3 separate regions of the Sus scrofa genome follow, and regions 2 and 3 are each linked to region 1. Evidence: chromatin contacts called from public HiChIP or PLAC-seq data. All regions are on one chromosome and are shown on one strand. The core of a region is the stretch at or near the end of the contact, and the rest is flanking DNA. Distances in the headings are between cores, read along the strand shown.

Region 1 (5,098 bases), core at 922-3,421:
AAATTCTGACTCAGTAGGTATAATCACACAGTCCTGCTAGGTTGTTTTGTAATGAACAGCCCCTCAAACATAGTGGCTTAAACCAGTGACCGTTTTATTTTCTCTTATGATTCTGTGTGTCAGTTGGGCTCAGCTGGATGGTTTTTCTGTATCATGTGATGTCACTCGGGGCTGTGGTCATCTGGAGGCTCACTGACAGGTGACACTAGGCTGGGAACTCAAGTGGGGCTGCTGATCAGAGCTTTCCATGAAGTTTTCCATGGGGCTTGGGCTTCTTTACAGAATAGGGAGTGGTTCTGATGGGATGGGTTCCAAAAGCAAACGTAAATTTAAGCTGCCAGCCTACTTCAAGGCCTTAACTAGCATGGCACCACCTTGACCACATAATATTAGTTAAGCAGTCCCAGGGCCAGGCCAGATTCAAGAAGTATAAACTCCTCTTATTGGGGACAACAGTAGAATTTTTTTTTTTTGTCTTTTTGCCATTTCTTGGGCCGCTCCCGTGGCATATGGAGGTTCCCAGGCTAGGGGTCGAATCGGAGCTGTAGCCGCTGGCCTACTCCAGAGCCACAGCAACGCAGGATCCGAGCCAAGTCTGTAACCTACACCACAGCTCACGGCAACGCCGGATCGTTAACCCACTGAGCAAGGCCAGGGATCGAACCCACAACCTCATGGTTCCTAGTCGGGTTCGTTAACCACTGCGCCACGACAGGAACTCCAACAGCAGAATTTTTGCAGCCATGACTTTGCAGGTGGGGGTTAAAGCCCCAAATTCTGCGTTTCCTAGATGCTGCTGGTAATGTCAATGCCGCTGGTCTGAGGACCATATTTTGAGTGGCCATTTCTTAGAGCTCATGACTATAAAAGGCCCTTTCTTCCCTAAATAGTTAATGAGCATGCACTCTGTGCCAGGATTCACTTCTGCTTGTGCTGTCTTGTTAAATTACTTCTCTGTGTGGCTGGAGCGAGTCACTGAACCTTTCTGGACCTGTTTCCTCTTCCTTCCTTTTGCTTCTCTTCACCCCTATCTGGCTACCCCTGTTGCCTCTCACTTACCATAGCCCTGCTCCTGGCCCTTCTCTGAATGGACACCTCAGCAGGTGGATCACTTTGGCCAAGGAGGCAAAGAATCTGGGACAGGGCACACAAACTTGCTGAGGGCTTCAGGACCAGTCCCTCAAAAGCTGGATTATGTGGGCCTGGAAGGAATGGGGTAGTGGTGGCAGGAGAGGAAATTTGGGCATTTTCCAAACATTCTATTAGCTGCAGCAGGAATGTCTGTCCAAATCCTCTCACTTTGCATCTCCATCCTTCAAACTCATCCTCATCTTGGAGCCTGATCTTGGGGAGACCTCATGAGGGCTGAGATTACTTTACAGGGGAGTTTAGGACAGGATCTGGAGGTGACGAAACACATTTACAGCTGATATCCCAATTCCCAGACGGGAAGGCTGAGCCCAAAGGAGGTTGGCACAGCCTATAGTTAGAGTGAGGGCAGGGCAGAACTCCACTCAAGATCTCCCAGCTTTGCCTTCCCCTGTGTGGACCCTGTTCTCTCCTGACCCCTCTCAGCCTTACACCTCAAGCCTCCAGCTGTCCTCTTCTGACTGGGCCCTTGACCCCCTGAATCTGCTGTGGTAATCCCCAGCCAGGCTGGTTTCTCTTTTCCTACTCCCAGCAGTTTTATCCCAACCCAAGGCCTGGGTTGCTTGGAGGCAGGGCTTAAACTCCTGCCAGGCTGCGTGCCCTGGAGGCCAGAAGTTTCTTGCCTCTGGGCTTTCTGATTCTGTGCCAAGAAATGGTGCATGCTGCCCTTCTGGCCCACACGTGGTGAGAGCCACGGAGATGTTTTGGGACATGGTTTGCACCCGAAACACTCATAATTTTACCTGCTGTACCCTGGCCTTGGAAGGGCAGGGGCAGCTGTAAACACAGGGGCACAGAGTCACCTTTGTCCGCCTTCCAGCAAGCTGAGTGGGAGGTGCTGAGTCCCAAGAAGTCAGCATCTGCACCACGTGAATCTGAGCTGGTTCCTCTCTGGAGCCAGCTGCTCCAGGTTTCTAAGTCTTGGGCAGACTCCAGGTGGGAGGAGGCAGCCAGGCAAGCAGGGATTGGCTGACCCACTCAAGGCCTCCCCCCCCACCACCGCCACTCCCGACTGGCCCCATTTGGAAGTCAGGACAGGGAAGAAGACTCTCCAGGATGAGGACAGAAGAAGCTGTGTGGGACTAGTTGCTCCAGACAGAAGGTGCAGCGCTGGCGTTGGTGGGGCTGAAAGTTCTGGCCCAGGGTAGGGAGGGGCACTGCCCAAGGCAACTTTCCACTGATTCCAAGTGGGCATTTCTTCATTATCTTCTCTCTCGCCCTCTCCCTGTCTCTTTCTCTTCCTCTGGATTTTCCTGGGTCTCCTCCCCTCTCTGAGCCTCAGTCTGCTCATCTCTGAGTCCTTCCTTCCCCAGCACTCACCCCCTTGTTCCTCTCCCTGTATTTGTTTGTCTATTTGTCTCTGCCTCAGAGCTCACCCTCACTGTCCCTTTGCTGAGTCTCAGGAGCTCACTCTCCACACCATCTGCCCTACAGGATGCTGCAGCTGAGCCTGTCCTGGCTGGGACTGGGGCCTGTGTCAGCCTCCCCGTGGCTGCTCCTGCAGCTGGTCGGTGCTACCTGGCTCCTGTCCCGAATCCTGTCCTGGATCTATGACTTCTATGACAACTGCTGCCGCCTCCGGTGTTTCCCGCAACCCCCAAAACGGAACTGGTTTTGGGGTCACCAGGACCTGGTGAGTGTGGGCAACAGGATGGGTCTGGGGAATGATGGTGTGTGGACTTCCTGAGGGGTCGGGGATCAGGCTCAGGGAGGTTGGGGTCTGAGGTTGAGCTGGGGTCTAGGGCAGCAGAGAAGTAAGGGAGAGCATTTTCCTCACTTCTCCACTGGGTCGAACCCTCTCCTCTCTGTCCACTCTATGCCCCAATATTTTCATGGTTCATAGTCTTCCTCACCCAAGGCCAGTTTGGGGTTATGTTCCTGCCCGTCTTCCCTACACTGGTGCACATCTGAGGAGCTCTCAGAATGGGCTGGAGAGAGCTGGGTCCTCTAGTGACAGAATGGGCTGCAGAGAGCTGGGTCCCCTAGTGACCCCATGGTGTCCACTGCTGGTCTTGAGGCCTCCTCAGGGCCACTGTCCAGGGTCTGTCCCTGCCTGGCCCATCTCTTTTGGTTTCAGGTCAGTGTCTGCTCCTCTCTGGGCTTCTGCTTCCCAGAGGAATCAGCTATGACTTCCACCCCTCTTATGCCCCTATGGGGGTACAGCAGGAGCTGAGGAGATGTGTGGTCAGTCTCTCCTCCTCCTCCCCTTCCTCTGGCGTCTGTCTCTTCCAAACTTGTCTTCCACCCTCAGGATATATCAGTGGGCCTCTCTGCTCAACTTGGATAAAAGTGGACCCTTCCCTCTTTCAGAAGGAATCACTCGGACCTAATGGCCAAATTTCCTGGGAGGGTGGGAGGGGGCTCCTGGCCCACCTTCCTAGCCTCATCCCCAGAGCCCCTTCCTTTGTGCTGCATTAGCCTACTTTGGCCCTAATCCCAATAAGGACTTTGTCATCACTAGCAAAGGCACAATGTCCAAAACCATTGATTCCAGATTGCATTCTCTGACCACAACTTCCTTTCCTTCTAGCTTCTTTTTTTTTTTCTTCATCTCTCATCCTAGACCTTGCCAGGCTGTCCATTCCCCTGTGCACCCTAGTCCAACAGCTTCTTTTCAATCTCATTTCCTTGGGTACATCAAGTTTAGATTCTCATCCTTTGCACATGGGCTGAAGTCTCTTACCACCTGGGCTTTCCCTCATGGCTCTTTGGAAGACTTTGGCCTTGTGTGAGCTCAAACCCCGACGCCCCCATCCTCTGATCTCTCCTCTATGGTGATGCTAAGGAAGGTCACAAAACAGGACAGAGGGGTGACATGTACATCCCTACCTGCCTGTTTCCAACGGGGCTCATTCTGCTCTCTCTTTGTACACAGAGCTGTTTTCACGCATTGCCTCTATTTCTTTGCTTGCTCTCACCTGCTCCAGTGTGGTTCCCACCCCCACCATGCTCCCACCAGATTACTGTGAGCTCTAGGACTCCAAATCCCATGGACTCCATCCAGCCCCATCTCATCCACCTGCTCACAGCTCTTTGAGCTTGTGGATCCCCTTGTCCTCCTGGACCTCTTTTCCTCTTGGTTCTAGGCCACCCTCCTTCCTTGGTATCTCCTATACCTCCTCATGGCCCTTCTGTCTCCACTTGGCTCTTCCTTTGCTCCACCCTTCCATGTGCAGAAACCCCAGCATCCTACCTCTTTCTTCGTTCTCTCTTAAGACCACCTCCTTACCCCAGGGCTCCAGCTCCTAAGTGGACCATCAGTTCCTTGCATAAGTGACTTCCAAGTTCATATCTCTCCTGAGCCCAAGGTCATCCTATCCAGCTCCTTCCTCCTCCTCTCATGGCATGGGTGTCTCCTAAACACCAGATTCCTTGGTCAGAAGCTGAACTCCTGGCTCCGTCCCCAATCCTGTCCCCACCCTTGGTCTAGTCCATCCTTTCAACACATATTTGGAGCCCTTGAGCCTGCCTTTTTCTCTCACCTGTGAATCTGGCCCTAATGTGCTGCCTCCATAATCTGTCCTTAATCTGTGTGCTCTCTGCATCTCCTCTCACCCTTGGCCCCATCCACCTTCATCTTTCTCCAGGAAGTCTCTCCTAATCTACTCTCTGGCCTCTTTTTTAAAAAAAAATTAAAATTATGGTTGATTTACAATGTAGTGTCAATTTCTGCAGTACAGAAAAGTGACCCAGTCATGCATATATGTCCATTCTTTTTCTCCTACTGTCTTCCATCATGTTCTGACACAGAGATTGGATATAGTTCCATGGTCTGTACAGTGGGGCCTCATTGCTTATCTATTCTACATGTAATAGTTTTCACCTACTAACCCTCCAATTTCCCATCCATCTCACTCCCTCCCCCTTCTCTGGTCTCTTCATTGCCACTGTTGTCTCCTCATCCACTGACTCCTTGGCCCTGGAGAAATTCTTCTGAAATTCAATTTAG
Region 2 (5,098 bases), core at 1,778-4,277, 110 kb before region 1:
TGAATCCGACTACAAACCATGGGGTTGTGGGTTCAATCCCTGGCTTCGCTCAGTGGGTTAATGGTCCAGCGTTGCCATGAGCTGTGGTATAAGTCGCAGACACGGCTCGGATCTGGCGTTGCTGTGGCTCTGGTGTAGGCCGGCAGCAACAACTCGGATTAGACCCCCTAGCCTGGGAACCTCCATATGCCAAGGGTGCGGCCCTCAAAAGACAAAAGACAAAAAACAAACAAAAAGATTGGTAGATGGACCTTTGTTTAAAGGCCCAATTCTGGATTTTTGTCCTATTTTTCCACTGCTCCAATCTTCCCTGCTCAGTGCTGGAGAAGGAAACTTCTTTCTCAAGTACACAAAAAGAAACTAGGTTCAGAAGCTAAAGTTATCAAAAAGTTAAATTAGGAGTTCCCGTCGCGGCTCAGTGGTTAACGAATCCGACTAGGAACCATGAGGTTGCAGGTTCGATCCCTGGCCTTGCTCAGTGGGTTAAGGATCTGGCATTGCCGTGAGCTGTGGTGTAGGTTGCAGATGCAGCTCAGATCCCCTGGCTCTGGTGTAGGCCAGTGGCTACAGCTCCAATTTGACCCCTAGCCTGCAAACCTCCATATGCTGCAGGAGCAGCCCAAGAAAAGGCAAAAAGACAAAAGAAAAAAATTAAATTATTTTAATCATCTTCTACACTTCTAAGCCTCCAGAAGTTCTTCTTAAAGGCAAACAGTTGTCTGAAATGTGACTTTAAAAGCCTCTGACTTTAGTGGTCTGCCTCTTAAAAGGAAAGACTCATATTATAAAGCTACTGTGGTTTTCAGTTGATCAAGATCAAGAAAAAACTGATCTTTATCTCATTAGCTTGGCTACCTCAGTGCCCACTCAAAACTGGAATTACAGCTACAAGATGGGAAGTTGAAATTCAGACTTGGCTATTAGTGACCTCTCTAATTCAGTTTCCTTGTCTATGAAAATAAATGCCCCATTATTAAGGTACCTCACAGCACCCAACCATTCATCTCCTGGTTTCTTCAGCAGTCCTGCACCTAATAATTACAGAACTGTCTCTCAGTTCTCAGTAAGATTTTGTGAAAAAGATTACATCTCAATTCTGGATATGTCAGTAACAACCCTACTGACTTTCCTCCTGAACCAGGAAAGGTACAGAAAGGCTAGGGCAGGAATGCTCAACCATGGCACCACTAATGTTTGCAGCCAGACAATTCTTTATGGTGGTGCTATCCTATGCACTGTAGGATGTTCAGCAGCATTCTTGGCCTCTATTCACTAGAGGCACTAGTAGCACCCCCACTCACAGAAGTGACAACCAAAAAGATCTCCAAACATTGCCAAGTGTTCTCTAGAGGGCAAAACTGCCCCTGGCTGAGAACCACTAGGCTAAGGAATGGTTGCTTAAAAAACTTGGTTTCTCGGAGTTCCCGTCATGGCACAGTGGTTAACAAATCCGACATGAGAACCATGAGGTTGCGGGTTCGGTCCCTGGCCTTGCTCAGTGGGTTAAGGATCTGGATCTGGCATTGCTGTGAGCTTCGGGTGTGGGTCGCAGACGCCGCTCGGATCCCGAGTTGCTGTGGCTCTGGCGTAGGCCAGAGGCTACACCTCCTATTAGACCCCTAGCCTGGGAACCTCCATATGTCGGGGGAGCGGATCAAGAAAAGGCAAAAAGACAAAAAAAAAAAAAAAAGAAAGAAATTTGGTTTCTCGCCAAGCTCCTAACCTGGAAAAGGGAGGGCTGACAGTACATAAAGCAGCCTATAGAGAAGCCCCAGAGGCTCAGATTCCATTCCCAGTCCTAAACATTCCAAGTCGAATGCAGGTTACCTGGCAACCACACATGCTCAAGCCTGTAATAACCCCATTACCAAGGAAGCTTCTGGCTGAGAAGCCTCATCAGTTATTTCCAAGGCAAACCCAAGCATCTTCTGAGTTCACCCAGGGATGATTTGCAATCACCCAAACATATCCTATGGCACCCTCTCTAATTTCATCATCCACCCTCCCCTTTGCTCAAATCCCACTGATTTCCCTGACTGATCTTTTAACAAGCCAGGCAGTTCCTAACACTGGGTCTTTATGCTGAGGGCCCCCTGGGCCAGATACCTTAACTCACTCATTTCATTCGGGTCTCTGCTAAAATGTCACCTCTTCAGAGCTCTCCAACCACCCTATGTAACACATCAACCGTCTCAGAGTACTGAACACCCCAGAATATATACTATGTTTGCCGATTATGGCCTGCTCTCCTCTATAAAATACTTGAGGAATTCTTGTCACTATTCCAGAGTGTATTCGGCACCTGAGAGATGAATTTGACAGATACTGAATGAGTCAACACGGAAGCGTGCCATTCCTCACAAAGCTCCGGCTCGGCCCCTAAGGACCCAAGGTTCCCCACTCAGCCCAAACCCTTCAAATATTTATTTATTCATCTCCCCGGGGCAAAGACGGCAGCTGCGGCATCCGGCAGTGGAAACTACGCAAGGGAGAAGAGTATGGTAATGGTAACGGTAATAGCAGCTGAGTCCGCAGACTGACCTGAAGGCCTGAAGTCTGAGAAGGGGCAACCTGAGACGTCGAGGGCCCAAGAGGCCTGACCAGGAACCGAGGCCGAGGACCACAGATACAGATGACAGAAGACAAGACTTAGGGAGGCCAGGAGCCGAGACCCAAAGCTGCCAGGACAGAGAACCTGAGACGCCGAGACGAGAGGGGCGCGAAACTGAGGCGACGGGCCCACGGCGCCATTTTGTGACCGCAGAAAGAGTAGTGTCCAAGCCCCGGGGGAGTCGCGGACAAGCCTGGCCCGGCCCTGGCACACCCCTGTCCCACCCCACCCGGAGCCCGACCCCTACCCTGCCAGGCTCACCTGTGTAGCTCATGGCAGCAGCTAACACTACACTTGAAGACTACAGCAGGGGGTTCCACGCGTCCAAAGCCGCGATAGCGGCGACAATCCCCCAAGCCCCTTCTACACACAGCTTAGCCCCTCCTCCCGACCGCATTGGCTCACGCCGGACCCTAGCTTCACGCTTGTTGGATGACCTTGTTGTCGATCTCGGAGAGTCCCTATGCCCGTGGCTGAGGGCACTGTCAATCTCATGATCGCCCCGCCCTATTCCCGCCTCTCGTTATGCCGACACTACGGTTATTGGCTGAGAGAAGACGGCCGGGAGGTGGAATCCTGTAGAGTTCGAAGGGGAGGAGCTGTGCACTACGGAAAGACCTGAGGCCCAAGCGGGGCCGGGCGGGAGGTGGGCCTGTGTCCTGGAAGCCCGCCAGAGGGAGCCGGCTCAACAGCTCAGGGTGCTGCTCCAATCCCGGCTTTGCCTCGAGGCTATTATGCCAACCTAGACTATTTCTGACTTCTCTGGCCTTCATAACGAACACGGTAGAGCCATGTTGGAATGAAAACTATAACTAAGCGCCAAACAAGATACGGGGCACACGGTCAGACATATGAGATAAATGTAAATAATTCATTCCGAATTCCTGTTGTGGCTCAGCTGAAACAAACCCAACCTGGATCCATGAGGATGCAGGTTCCATCCCTGGCCTTGCTCAGTGTGATAACGATCTGGCGCTGCTGTGAGCTGTGGTGTAGGTTGCAGACGCGGGTGGGAAGTGGAGTTGCTGTGATTGTAGCTGTGGCATGGGCCACAGCTCCAATTTGACCCTTAGCTGGAGGAACCTCCATATGCCACAAGTGCGGCCCTAAAAAGCAGAAAAAAGAATTCAGTCAGAGTTCTCTTGTGGCTCTGTAGGTTAAGAATCCTGTTGTCACTGCAGAATCTCAGGTAGCTCCTGGGGCACAGTTGGACCTCCAGCCCAGGGATTTCTGCATGTGTGTGTGTTGGGGGGGGGTGCACCCAAAAAAGAAATTTTAAAAATTCAGCCCAGTGCCAGGTGTGCTGAAATGTTGCATTTGGTTATCTACCATTACATAACAAATATATTTATATAGCATGTTTATATTACATATATGCTATATATATTTGTATTATCATGTAAATGCTCCTTCTTATCTACAAGGAAACTCTTTTAAAAATCCCCACTTAAAAGATAAAATTGAGAAAAAAAAAAAAGATAAAATTGAGGCTTGGACTTCATCACTCATGATCCTTGACACAAGTGTTAAAGTGGGAACTTCCCCTCTAAACCTGTTTGTTTTGGACTTAGGAACCCCTGCAGTAGCCCAGCCAGGCTGTTCCCCAGCACCCACACTGGATGTGTGGGACCCACTTTCAGAGACATCTCATATCTTCTAGGAGATGACTTGACAGAGCTGTAGACACTGTAAACTGTACTTGTGTGTTTGTGCGAATTCAAACTGTATGACTTTTTTTTTTGGTTTTACTTTAAAAGTTTGTTTTAAAGCATGGTGCTGCTGACATTAATTGATATTGAAGAACTGTCCCTTTCTTTAGTTTAACAATTGCACTTTTTAAGTCCATATCCTTCAGAGGAATATGTGGAAATATTAAGAGATTAACTGATCTGACTGATGACCAGGATGTGCTTCACCATAACTCAGATGGGGGAAAGGGAGAAGGGCACAGAGGGTTTACAGCTAAAGAGATTGGTCATGAGTTTATAACTGTTGAGTAGATGATGGTTCCTTTTACCATTCCACTTTTGTATGGTTGGAATTCTCCATGATAAAATATCTTTAACAACTCCTTATTCAAAAATGAGGCTTATGCAGAATTTGCTGCCCCATGGCACAAGGGTCATGGTGCATTGAGAAACTCCATACATGAAGCATATGAAGCTCTGATTAATGTGCACTCTAGCTGTGGGCCTCATTTCAGTGTCACCCTTAGGGATATGTGCCTGCCCTGCAAACTACCAGCACTCCTCTCTAGGATCTTATAGCTTTCTTCTTGGCATGTACCACTGCCATATTTTACTCTCATTTGATGACTTGATTAACATCCAATGCTGTCTCAAGAGGGACAGTAGAATTTTTTTTTTTTTTTCCTGCTGTACCCACAGCCTGTGGAAATTCCCAGGCCAGGGATCAAATCTGAGCCCCATCTGCAGCAACGCCAGATCTTTAACCCGTTGAGCCATTTTAGTGGGAACTCCTAGAATT
Region 3 (5,098 bases), core at 1,269-3,768, 84 kb before region 1:
GTCTATCTCCCCTACCAGAATGTCAGGTCCCAGAGGGTGGGGACTTTTGCCTCTTTTGTTTACAGCTGTATCCCTAGCACCTAGAACAGAGCCTGGCACATGGCAGTTGTTGAGTATTTAATGAAGGAATAACAAATCATGGGGTGGAAACAGCGTGTGATCCCCTTTTGCTGGGAAACCAAGGCATCAAGCAAGGGGTGGCTGTCATTCCAGACCACTCAGTCTCTCCCCAGCCACTAGAGGGCATAAGTTGTTTGGGCCCATGGCTCAGGAGCCAGGCTTACCAAGACAGTGCAGCAAGAGGGAGCTGGGATAGACTGATGGGACTAGGTTATGCCTGGGGAACAGGTGGGCTCAGGAAGGAGAACTCAGGGTGCTAGTCTGGGCACTTAGACCCAGTTAGTATGCTCAGAGGAGGAAGCCAGGCAGACCTGAGTCAAGTCCTGGGTCCTTGCCAGCCACTGGGGGACCCTGGTTTTCACAACCGTAAAATGGGAAACTAGGCAGGGTGCAAAGACAAGGCTCTGAACCCAGGCGGAATCAGAATTCCAACTCAGCCCCTGCTGGGTTGGGTAACTTGGCCCTACCTGAGCCTTGGGGACCTGGTTGGATGTTCCCCTAAGGCCACAGGGCCCACCCTCTTACCAGAAATGCCACCTCTGCCATCCAGAATGTCTCGAGGGCTCTCTTTGGTGACAGGCAGGTAATGGGTGGACCGGAAAATACAACCTTCCCCCTCAGCAACCTCGGCCCCACCTTCGATGTCCTCCCGTGGTGCTGGGCCAGGCAGTCTCTCAGGGCCTCGAGGACGATCAGGGGCGGCGAGGCCGCCTACCAGGGGCCCATCCATAGATGCTCTCTGCTTGGCTCCACTCAGCAGCTGGCCTGGCTCAGCAAGGCATTGTAGGTCTGGGGGCAAAGAGACAGGTGTTTAGGAGAGGTAGGAAAGGAACTCTGCCTCAAACTCTCCTTCCTTGAAGCTCCAGTCCTCACCCCTAGAGCTCAGTGTCTCAGTTTACCTCCCAGCACAGGTGAGCTAAGTAAATGGTCCTGAGGCCCTGTCCTCACACATTGTATCCTGATGACCCCCAACCTCAGCATGCTTCAGCCTCCCCATCGATAACTCCTGCCTTACATAGATCCTGCGCTGCCTCAGTTAACCCCATTTTATAACATGCACACTCAGTTACCTTGTTTTCTTGCAGCATTAATCCTATTACTTCTCCTAGGTGCCTCCAGTCATTCATACACAGCTATACTTTCCCCAGTTGTGCCTCCACTGCCTTGCACATGCATATCCTGCGTGCATGCTTCGGCTTGCATCCCGGCCACTTCCACACTCTGATCCTATACACTGTCTCAAGTCCCCCCATCATTACCCCTGCACTTTTCTTTTCTTACTTCAGTTGCCTGTATCAGTTACCCCTGCACTTTTCCCACAGTCCAGGCCCCCTCCCCACACGGAACCTTTGGGTTCTCCAGCATTAACCCCTTTACCCTCACGCAAGCCTCAAGTGACCCCAGCATTAACCCCTTCACTTCACCCCAACATTACCCTTCATGCATACTCAGCCTGGGTTCCTCCATCCCACCCTCCCAAGATCTCTCTAGTCCGCCGTCAAAAGGGAAGGATGGGGCTCCTGGTCCAGAAATGAGGACCCTGGGGAGGCTGTGGGGGTGGGGGCTTTCTTCTCCACCTATAAATACCTTCAAGGTAACGGCGGCAGAAAGTGAAGGGCAGGAATGAGGCGCCCTCCCCAGGGAGACGATGGGGAGGCCGATCCCAAGCAACCGGGGCGGGGCCGGGGCTCCAGGCCTGGCAGCAGGCGCTGCCCTCGGGGACCTGGGGGCTCCCTGGGGGCCTGTCCGTGGACTGGCCGTTGTGGTGGGGGTCCCTGCCCCGGCCCCAAGGAGGCACCTGCGGGTTCCCACCGGGTGGGCACTGCCCGCGGGGAACCGGCGGGACCGCAACTTCGGAGCACTTTGGCAGCGTGGGGAGGGGGGCTCCTTTCTGGACGCCCCCTCCCGGGGTAGCAGAGGTGGTGGCGGTGCCACGCCAGCGCACCCCTCGGGGCGCTAGGGTCCGGAAGATGCGCCCCCCCGCCCGTGCACCTCGGGGCGGGAGACCCCGCGGGACGCGCCGAGGTAGGAGGGGGACACCTGCCCCACGACCCCCCGCTCCTCCCCCCAACCTGTGCGGCCCCGCCCCCGACAAGGCCCCGCCCCTACAGGCCCCGCCCCCGCCCCCCGCCCCCCGCCCCGGGGGGTCCCGCCTGGCCCGGCCCGGCCCGGGCCTCCCCCTCCCCGCGCCGGCTCCGCCCCGCCCGCGGGCTCCCCAGGCCGGGCCGGGCCTCACCGGGGAGGCGGTGCCGCCGGCTGGGTGCCGGGGCTCGGAGCTCCCTTCTTTGGTGCGGCCGTCGCTGCCGCTACCGCCCTTGCAGCTCGCGGTGCCGGTGCCGCGGCCTCCGCAGCCGCCGCCGCCTCCACCGCTCGGGGGACATTGTCCCTTTAAATCGCTCCCCCCGCCGCCCCGCCCCCCCGGCGCGCCGCCGTGACCTCAGCGCGACAGCCCCGCCACGCCGCCATGATGGGGAGGTCCGGGACCCCCCCCTCCCCGCCCCCCCTCCGCGCCACCCCGGTTGGGGGGGGGGCAACCAGCAGGCGCGCCGCCATGTTGGGAGTGGCCAGGAGGGTCACCCTTAAAGGGCCCGCGCGACCTGAGAGTCCAGGGAGAGGCTGTTACCATGACAACACTCTTGTGCTCATGCCCTCAGTGGCTCTTCATCACCCTACTAGTTTTTCCAATGCTAGCCCAGTTAATAGAATCAGAAGAGTGGAGAGGGGATAGAGAAGTTCCCCCATGGGTCGTTTTTAGGTCATTGAGGACTCCACATGGTCAATAGCCTTCAGTCCTCTTCTCCCAGTTCCAACCACAAGTTCATTCTTTCCTTCCCCGCTATGCAGTACTTCTCTGCCCCTAGAGCTGCCTTAGGTCCCCAAACCTAAGCCCCCTTTTCTACCACCTCCCAGGATCATAATCTCCAGGCCTACCTCACAAAGCACACATAATAGGCTTTATGCTTCTACCCAAAACCCATCCACATGTCTAACTCATCCATCTCCCTACCTATTCATTCACACATTCAGTTGATCAACCACTCATCTACCCATCCAGTCAACTAACCACCTATCCATCCACCTATCCAAACACCCACTTAAAGTAACCATCCACCTACTCATTCATTCACTATCCAATTAAATACTTATCCATACAATCAAGCAAGCAAACACCCATCTCTACACACATACCTTCACCTAGTCACCAAAACACCCATCCATCAATTGCATGTTTGTTTGTCTCTTTCACCAGAGAGTTCCATGATGACAAGAGTCATTATAGTTCATCATTGTTTCCCTACTGCCCAGCTCAAGCCTTAAGAAACCTCAAAAAATGTACATACAATACATATAACTGCTTACTCAATTCAAATATTTATTTCCTATTATGATCCAGTCCTTTTCCAGGCAGGCATACCCATTCCAGCTAACTACCTACTCAGCTACTCACCTACAAGGGTGAACATCCAACAAATGCTAACCTATTAACCATCTACCTATTGTGCTGTCCACCCTATCTCTCACCCACTCACCCACACATGATTTAAATGCCCACTCATTTTCTAAGCAACCACCCACAGAGCTTAACCATCTTCATACATACCCAATCCTTCCTTTGTCTGCCTCCCAGACCCAAGTCCTCGCCACCATGAGGGAGCTGGTATGGAATTTGGAGCCCTAGAAAGATGCTCTCATCTGGAATCTGGGCTTCACTGAGAAGCAGATGGTGCCCTAACAATGACAAATACCTTTTATTGAGCACTTTAAACTATGGGTCTTTTACTGTGCAAGGAAAATAAATCCATTTTACAAATGAAGAAATTGAGTTTCTGAGAGAGTGAGGGCCTTAAGGTCACACAGCTGGTGAGAATCTCCTTCCATCACCCCCTCCCATGAGACCTCCAACTAGGGGAGACTTTGAGAGAGCTGAATGGTTGCTTTCTGACTGGCAATACTCAGGGGCAAATAAAAAAACACACACATTGATTTTTACTGGAATCAAGATTTTACTGGGCCACCTTTTAGTGCCAGACTTGTTGGCACCTACAACTCCATTCCCTACTGCATGCCACATAGCGTTGAGGTAGGGATCAGACAGGCCCCTAAGACTGCCTTTTCTCTGTTCCCAGAGCACATTTGGCCCAGTGGGCGGCTCAAGTGGTGTCTCCATTGACGCAGGGTGCTTTGAGTGGCGGGGGCTGGCTCCCGAACCCTGACATCCTGGGAAGAAGCTGCATGCTTTGGATGGTATCCCTCAGCTGGGCCTGAGTACTCTCTATCTCAGCCAGGCGGCACTCCTGGGAAGGCAGAGGCAGTGGGTTCAGAGCCTGGGGAGGGTTGCATCCCAACTTTTATTCCCTCACCCCTTCCAGGTCTGCTCCTGGGCTCGCAGGGATCTCACCAGACTCTTCAGCCTGTGGCCCTCACTGAGTGGAGAATCAAGCTCTGGATCCAATTTTGCAGTCCTGTGGGGATCAGGGGCAGGGACATGGTGGGGAGGGAGAGTCAGAGACTGAGGAGCTCCACTCCAGCTCCAGGTTGAAGCGTCTAGAACTCAGGGGCAGAGCATGGGGTGGAGGCAGAGTTTGTCCAGGCTTGGGGTCAGAGTCCAGATAAGCTTTAAGAAGGGTCTGCCAGATTAGAGGCAGGACTGGCTGGAACAAAAGAACAACCTACCCACCCTTGGAGACAGCCTGGCCAGTCTTGGGTGGGGTCATGACAGGGATGAGGGGGAGCCCAGACTAAGAGAGAGTGGGTCTGGCCCAACCTGTTTGGGAGAAGCTGATTGAGGGCCTGGATTAGAGGACCTCCCAGGGACTTGGGTGGGTGGAACTGACTCAGAGACTAGTCTTAGACAAGTGTGTTGGGGCGGGTCTTGCATAGGGGGCGTGGCGATGCTAGTGTGATTTTGGTAGGAGTGACTGGGAGGAGGGGCCTGAGCTGAATTCTACAGCAAGTCCATCTGGGGGCGGAGCTAATG

Evidence for each region. HiChIP or PLAC-seq counts read pairs in DNA pulled down with a chosen protein or histone mark.
Region 2: a contact with region 1 is called in an H3K27ac HiChIP or PLAC-seq map of alveolar macrophages. The contact joins the promoter of AKAP8L here to the promoter of CYP4F55 in region 1. A contact is called at or near these places in 2 of 5 promoter capture datasets (fetal liver and liver), 2 of 47 Hi-C or Micro-C datasets (epiblast stem cells and liver) and 2 of 2 datasets of contacts at active chromatin or transcription factors (alveolar macrophages and skeletal muscle).
Region 3: an H3K27ac HiChIP or PLAC-seq map of alveolar macrophages shows a contact between it and region 1. The contact joins the promoter of WIZ here to the promoter of CYP4F55 in region 1. A contact is called at or near these places in 1 of 5 promoter capture datasets (liver), 9 of 47 Hi-C or Micro-C datasets (blood, embryonic fibroblasts, epiblast stem cells and 3 more) and 1 of 2 datasets of contacts at active chromatin or transcription factors (alveolar macrophages).

The regions. Positions count from the first base shown.
Region 1 is chr2:62,068,025-62,073,122 of Sscrofa11.1, reverse strand. CYP4F55 (cytochrome P450, family 4, subfamily F, polypeptide 55) reads left to right here and starts at 2,171. Exons shown (of 13, transcript NM_001244636.1): 1 at 2,171-2,293; 2 at 2,584-2,782. The coding sequence starts at 2,585.
Region 2 is chr2:62,182,664-62,187,761 of Sscrofa11.1, reverse strand. It overlaps AKAP8L (A-kinase anchor protein 8-like), which reads right to left and starts at 3,027. Exons shown (of 24, transcript XM_005652898.3): 1 at 2,873-3,027. The coding sequence starts at 2,885.
Region 3 is chr2:62,152,815-62,157,912 of Sscrofa11.1, reverse strand. WIZ (protein Wiz) reads right to left here and starts at 2,518. Exons shown (of 9, transcript XM_021083626.1): 1 at 2,357-2,518; 2 at 646-909. The coding sequence starts at 850. It overlaps RASAL3 (RAS protein activator like-3), which reads right to left. Exons shown (of 18, transcript XM_021083615.1): 17 at 4,520-4,583; 18 at 4,101-4,415. The coding sequence ends at 4,272.